Linked DNA regions of Sorghum bicolor: region 1 is linked to region 2. Evidence: chromatin contacts called from public HiCAR-type data. All regions are on one chromosome and are shown on one strand. Each heading gives the region's core, a stretch centred on a gene start, on an enhancer-like site or on the middle of the called end of the contact. The rest is flanking DNA. Distances are from core to core; before and after follow the strand shown.

Evidence for each region. HiCAR-type assays count read pairs that join an accessible place to other places.
Region 1: a HiCAR-type map of leaf shows a contact between it and region 2, with 6 times the contacts expected there. The contact joins the promoter of LOC8055130 here to the promoter of LOC8086288 in region 2. A contact is called at or near these places in 1 of 4 Hi-C or Micro-C datasets (leaf mesophyll) and 1 of 1 datasets of contacts at active chromatin or transcription factors (leaf).

What each region holds. Positions count from the first base shown.
Region 1 is chr1:55,809,771-55,812,873 of Sorghum_bicolor_NCBIv3, forward strand. It overlaps LOC8055130 (histone H3), which reads left to right and starts at 1,747. Exons shown (of 6, transcript XM_002464826.2): 1 at 1,747-2,075; 2 at 2,338-2,512.
Region 2 is chr1:55,678,245-55,681,643 of Sorghum_bicolor_NCBIv3, forward strand. LOC8086288 (probable inactive shikimate kinase like 2, chloroplastic) reads right to left here and starts at 2,109. Exons shown (of 8, transcript XM_002467382.2): 1 at 1,771-2,109; 2 at 808-998; 3 at 542-736; 4 at 306-367; 5 at 100-166; 6 at 1-5. The coding sequence starts at 2,019. LOC110431751 (a long non-coding RNA gene) reads left to right here. Exons shown (of 4, transcript XR_002449194.1): 4 at 1,916-1,994. LOC8086289 (lysine-specific demethylase JMJ706) reads right to left here. Exons shown (of 11, transcript XM_021449953.1): 11 at 3,360-3,399.

The sequences.
Region 1 (3,103 bases), core at 497-2,996, 130 kb after region 2:
AAGAAAGGTTTTCCTATGTGTTCAAACCAGATACAACAAAGCTTATATATCAAAGTAATGCTTAAATCTTAATGTTACTATGTAACTAAAAAGTCATACTTATTAAGTATTGACAATAACTTTTGTTCTTAAAGTCATTGTAGGGCGCCGGAAGGGCGCCAAATGTTCTAGTGGATTATAAAGTGTCAAAAGCACCATTGTTTTTTCTTCTTTCTTTCTTTCCTTCTTCTCCCTGTGCCTCTGTTCTTGAGATGAAGGCTGCGCTCGTCCATGCCGACGCTTGTGCCTGGGGAAAATCCTGTATAAGGCCTTGTTTAGTTCCTGAAGGAAAAAATTAAATCACACTGTAACACTTTCGTTTGTTTGTGGTAATTATTGTCTAAATATGGACTAACTAGGTTCAAAAAATTCGTCTCGTCAATTCCGACCAAACTGTGTAATTAGTTTTTATTTTTGTTTATATTTAATACTCCATGCATGCATTTAAAGATTCGATGTGACGGGGAATCTTGAAAAATTTTGGGTTTTTGGACGGGAGTAAACAAGGCCTAAATCGACCCTATAGCAATGGAAAAAAAAAGAATATCGTGGCAACAACTACCATTTGCCACATTGTCACTTTCGTTGCGGGCCGTTAACATAAAAACGAGTGGTGAAAGGTCTTTGTAACGGGTTTGCGTTTTGTTGAAAGTACCGTGCTAATTGCAATGTAATTTTTGCCTTGAAATTGATTGGTGTTGCAACGGATCGCATAGTGGCAATATTGTATATTGCGACAGTAGAAGCATTGCAACAAGCTTTTGTTTTTACCACACATATATTTCGTGGCAGTAAAAGCTACTGTCATGCATATATATCGTGGCAGTAGGAGTTATTACCCCACACACACATTGGTTTATTGCATTAGATCATTTCGCAACGCCATTTGCTTAGTGGTAATATGCATTGTATATCCATTAAGTCTAATTAAACCGGATAATCTTATAAACTATGGCATGGGGGGTGTTTGGCACTGCTCTGCTCCACGTTTTTCAGCTCCGCTCCACGTTTTTTAGCCAAACGGTTTCAGCTTCACGCACTCAGTTCGAGAAAAAAATGTGGAGTTGTGAGAGCACCTAAAGAGATACTCCACAAACTCTAGTTTTTTGTGAAGCTGCTCCATGGTGGAGTTTGTGGAGCAGTCCTAAACACCCCTATAATCTTGTAAATAGCATTCTATTTAAACAAGATATATAGACATGAAACTGTGCATAGTATCTTTTTTAGCCTACAAACTAACATTCAAAGAATGGTGTAAATCTAAGTTTAAAACATCGCCTAATCTTCAGACTACAACAGCAAAGACAATCAAATCTTAATTCCAATGGATCAATTTCACTTACCGTGCTTTTTCCCTTATCGTGGACGGAACTAATCACCGAGAGAGCGTCTCTTCACTTTACAACTGCTCTTTGTTTACTTCCCAAAAAATTTTGCAAAATTTTTTTTAGACGTGTGCATAAAGTATTAAATATAGACGAAAATAAAACTAATTGCATAGTTTGGTCGAAATTGATGAGACAAATCTTTTGAGCCTAGTTAGTGCATGAGTCAAATACAAACGAAAGTGCTACAGTACCTGATTTGCAAAAATTTTTGGAACTAAACAAGGCCCTGGGCCATAAGCGCGTGGGCTTCTCAAGTCCTCATCACGTGAACGGGCCCAAAAGGTCCAACAGCGGTAACTCTTCAGCGGTTCGGCCTTCACTCGTCCGCACTCCGCAGCGGTCTTCTTCCTCCGTCTGAGACTGCGCTCGCACAAAAACCAGAGCTGCAGAGGTCGACCATGGCTGCCAGGTCTGGGCGCGTCGGGAGAGGGGACGGGGTCTCGCCGGAGGAGAGGCCGCCATACCTCGCCATGTTGGTGGATCCTCCCCTGCCCCTCCTTGCCCTCACCCGCCAAGGCTTCCGACCCCGCCCACGGCTCGCAATCGCACCCTCGACGAAGTTCCTGCTGGGGTCGACGCCGCCCACCCCTGCCGGAGCCGCGGCCGCCCACTCCTGCCGAAGATCTCAGATGCGAGGTAGAAAAAAAGGTAATCGCTCGACCTAGCAAGCTTGATCCTTACTCATCGTATATATGCAATTATGCATATAGCGAAATAGGATTGTCATTTTAGCGAAGCCATTTGTTTGGAGTCCCATTATAGCAATTTTCTCACGGAAGGAAATCGTATATGCTGTGGTTAAATTAGATAAATCCGCGTCATAGTGCCACCAGCCAATAAGAATTCAGTGTTTTCCTACACCAATCCGCGGCACATCCTAATCAGAGCCGCCCGATGAACGATCATGCAGGAACCGACCTGAGTCCGTCGTGCGTCTCTCGCGTACGTGCCTATATAAATAGCGCCCCCTTCCCCCCGGCAAATTACATCACGGGCTCACGAGGCTGAAGAGGGACCTATAGCTCTACGACTACAAGGGCATCATCAGTAGCGTAGCAGTTGCTAGCAGACACCATCTGTGAGAGGTAACTAAATAGACCCATCCCCTTCGTGTTAACTTATTCTACTGATTACTACTTTGATCCATCTTCTTCATTCGTGTTTGCTTATTCTACTTATTAATTACTAGCTGTGCTTGGACGACCTTGGTTGTTGCTATTATAACGAGTATATATGTGTTTCTAGGGTTTTATGGTGTGAAATTATGGATTGCAAACTCTAATATGATTACGCTAGAGAGTAATCTATATATCCCCACTCTGCTCAGGGTTATTTATTCATCATTTTTTGTTGTTGATAAATTTCGTTGCATGAGTACCAAGTGCACATGATTTTGTTTGCACTTTTCAGTTCTGTTCTCTTGACCCTGTATCTGTATATACATGTTTCTGTGTACTGTTATACCCTGATATTGTAACAGAGGAGACGGCAACTCAATAATAATTAGTGTTCCTTTAGTATTCAGGTGATGAATAATTAGGTTTCTGCTCAATAATGCTCGAAACATCATGCTGATTGGCCTTTATTTGCACTGTGTAGTTCCCACATCTCAATTCATACATCTGTCTTTATCTGCATAGGTGTTCTCAATTTATTTTTCCTATACTATTACATTA
Region 2 (3,399 bases), core at 859-3,358:
CATGGCTGCGACGGATATGTATCTTGTATCAGAATCATCAGCTATGGGCTATGGCTACAGAAAGCAGGCTCGGGGGTACTAAAAAAAAAACAACCCAACCTGCTAAGGCTTTCCAAGACAACAGATTCGGCTTCAGCTACCGAGTCCGCTCCTTCGGAAGCCACCCCTACAAGCAAGTGCAGCACCGTGTTATTTTGGTCACAGTAATGTCGACCGTATATGACTAGATTGGATTTTAGTCAAATCTGATAGCCCAGATATCACATCATGTTATCAATAAAATGCCATTGGGCAGAAATTCATACATGTATCAATCGACTTTTGAGTGGCGCTCTCTAACAGCTCACTTGTGCAAACCGGAAGGTACCTGCAACTCCATGAAATATGGAGACAGATTCATGAGTAGATCATCAGGCATCAAGTTTGCCAATTCATACTTTGCATGTTCTGGAAATATTCGGCCTAGAATGCAACTGCACAGCATGGTATCTAACTGGAAAGCAATCGAATTGAATGAAAGAACGGAATAAGCAGCACTCACCCAATGCCCTCGGCTATCTCCTTAGCAACTGCCTCATTAATGTGTGTGGAATCACCAACAATGTGGACACTGATCCCTGTCAACAACTGGGTGATCCCAGAAGTGAGGGATTCCCATGATTCATCTATATCAGGCCATTTCAACTCTTGCTCTACTTTCTTCAGATTCACCACCAATTGGTCCTCATCGATGAACCTGTGAAGTAGAATGAGCAAATAAATATGTCCTCGCAAGTAAGGGTGCAATACTAGATGATCGATACATACCATATGGTCTCAGAAGACTTAATCCTATCAAACAGTGTTTGGACGTTCATCAAAGTCCTCAGTGTCCCGTCAGACTTGGCTCTGATCAATAGGGATGTATCATCGACGTCAACAAAAACATCTCTTGCACTCTCTATGCCAAGCTTTTGGATGTCCAGTCGCAGCTCCACCTCTCCGTTTCCATCAGTGAACTATACAGAATAATACCAGGTGATTATTTGTTGTCAAAACCACAAGAAGAGCCATGCTCAACCAATAGAGTTTCTTCAGCACGATGGCATGAATTAACAGCAGTAAGTTATTCATAAACAATAAATAATATGTTTATTGTTTTTCTATCTGATTCGATTGTATTTGTATCCTGCACTTGGTTTCCTTGTGGTCTTTAAACTTACTTATGTGCGCATGGGGAGGATGGTTTTGGAACTTGCTCTGAACTTGGTTTCAGAAACACAGAGTAATCAACCATAGGAGAGCATGGTTAACTTCCATGTTGCTAACGATAATGATTGCACTACCATTCTCTGTTGTCTTTCGAAATCTTGTTCATTTAGCTGGTAAGCCATGGGCCATGGCACTGTTGGCTGATTTCTTGTGAGAAAAACATTGTTGAATGGTTGGCAGGTTCGGCTGATTTCTTGTTCATTTCAGAAACATTACCAGTTGAACTAGTAGGAATTACATTACCAGTTTCTCAAGGGCTGGATTAATTGTATCACTCGTTGACAGCACATAATATTATGCAGAGTCAACTACTCCAGTAAACAACGGCAATGGGAAGAAAGCGGTGCTAAAGGTTTTGGAGACACGGTAGTGTTGGGTACACGAATTAATGAGCAACGGAGAGTAAGCGATAATCTGGTGCGTCAGACTGCAGATTACTTGGCCAATTGTTACGGGCATGAGCAGATAAGGTTAGCTGGCAAACAAGTAAGCAATCCCCAATAAGAGACTAGTACTTGCCTCGTAGTCCTTGGACGGGGCGGCCGACGCGGACACGGAGGCTCGTGGACGGAGGCGACTCGCCGACGACGAGGCGGCGGCGGCGGCAGAGAGTGATCGAAACCGACGAAACTGGGTAGCAGCAGGGAGCCGAGGGAGATGAGAGCTGCGGCCCCGGCGGTGAGGGTCTGGCTTGGTGGGGAAGGAGCAGGGAACGGAGGAGCAAGCAGCCATGTTGGCCGCTGCCGCTGCTCCAGCCCCTATCCTCATTGTAGAGTGGAGTGGAACTCCCACCAGAGAGCTCCAGTCTGCCGTCCGAGTCCGAGGCAGCAGCGCCTGCCAAGGCGATGATGGTAGGTGTGCTTGCAAAGATTTGTGCGTGCGTGTGTTGGGCTGGTCTGGGCCTTGTATTTAGGCCCAAACCCTAGTTTGTCTTCCTGTCGCCACATCCTCGAGTCCACCAAACCAAGGCCTTGTTTGATCTAAAAAGTTTTTGAATTTTGATATTATAGTACTTTATTTTTATTTGATAAATATTGTTTAATCATAGAGTAATTAAATTTAAAAAATTCGTCTCGCGATTTACATATAAATTATATAATTAGTTTTTATTTTTATCTATATTTAATACTCAAAATATGTGTCGCAAGATTCGATTTGATAAAAAAAATCGTAAAATCTCGTCGCTGTCGATGGCTTGTTGGCACCAGTTTGGCAGGCGGGTCGGAACGGTCGACCGACCAGACCACAACGGCGGAGGATGGAAAGTGGTCACCAGGAACCGGCAGCATGGTTGGGGGCGACAACGTCATACAAGGTGCGCCGGGGACGCCAGCGAACAGAGATTGAAGATGAAGATGACACGTTCCGGTTCACTCGAATACGTTGCGTTGACCAGTTGACCTCAACGTTCTTCCTGTTAACTGCCGGATAAACCGTCCTTTGCCTCATCACTCATTCACTCACACTTCTCCCCAGCCCGTTCATGTTTATAGTATCCTAGTGAAATTAATAATGACACATTTCGGAATTTTCTACCGAGTTTTGTATTAGGACCTATTTGAATGCAAGTGGCTAGTTACTATTCCTTCCGTCCTATAATATAGTGTATTCTAACATTCAAAATTTGTTCTTAAATATAATGCATTATCCAATTTTACATTAAATACTTTCTATTTATCAGCCAATCATCATTGACCATGTTAATGATAGCGTCTAATTAGAAAATAAAATCGGGATACATGTGTCTTTTATACTCTTCCTTAATTCTCCTAGAATGCTCTATATTAGAAGACGGAGGGAGTAGTTGTGTCTAATAATATTAAATTAAGTTAGCTATGGTTGGCTAACAAGTAGTTAAAAACTTCAAAGAAAAATTAGGCCACCTAAAACTCTCCTGTTTGGATGCACAGCTAATTTTTAATTAGCTAACAGTTAGGCACACCTAAAACTCTCTTTTGTAAAATGGTTTTTCGGGTTGTTCCACTCTTTTGTAAAAAACCGACTTGTTCCTATTGACAGAAATCAGTATCACCGCTCTACCCACACAGGAGAGCAGCAACGCCAGAACATATACCAACCATCCGAAAAGGAAATGAATCGCGATTAAATTGAACGTTAACCAGCGCCAGGCTAAACCAACAAAAGAAT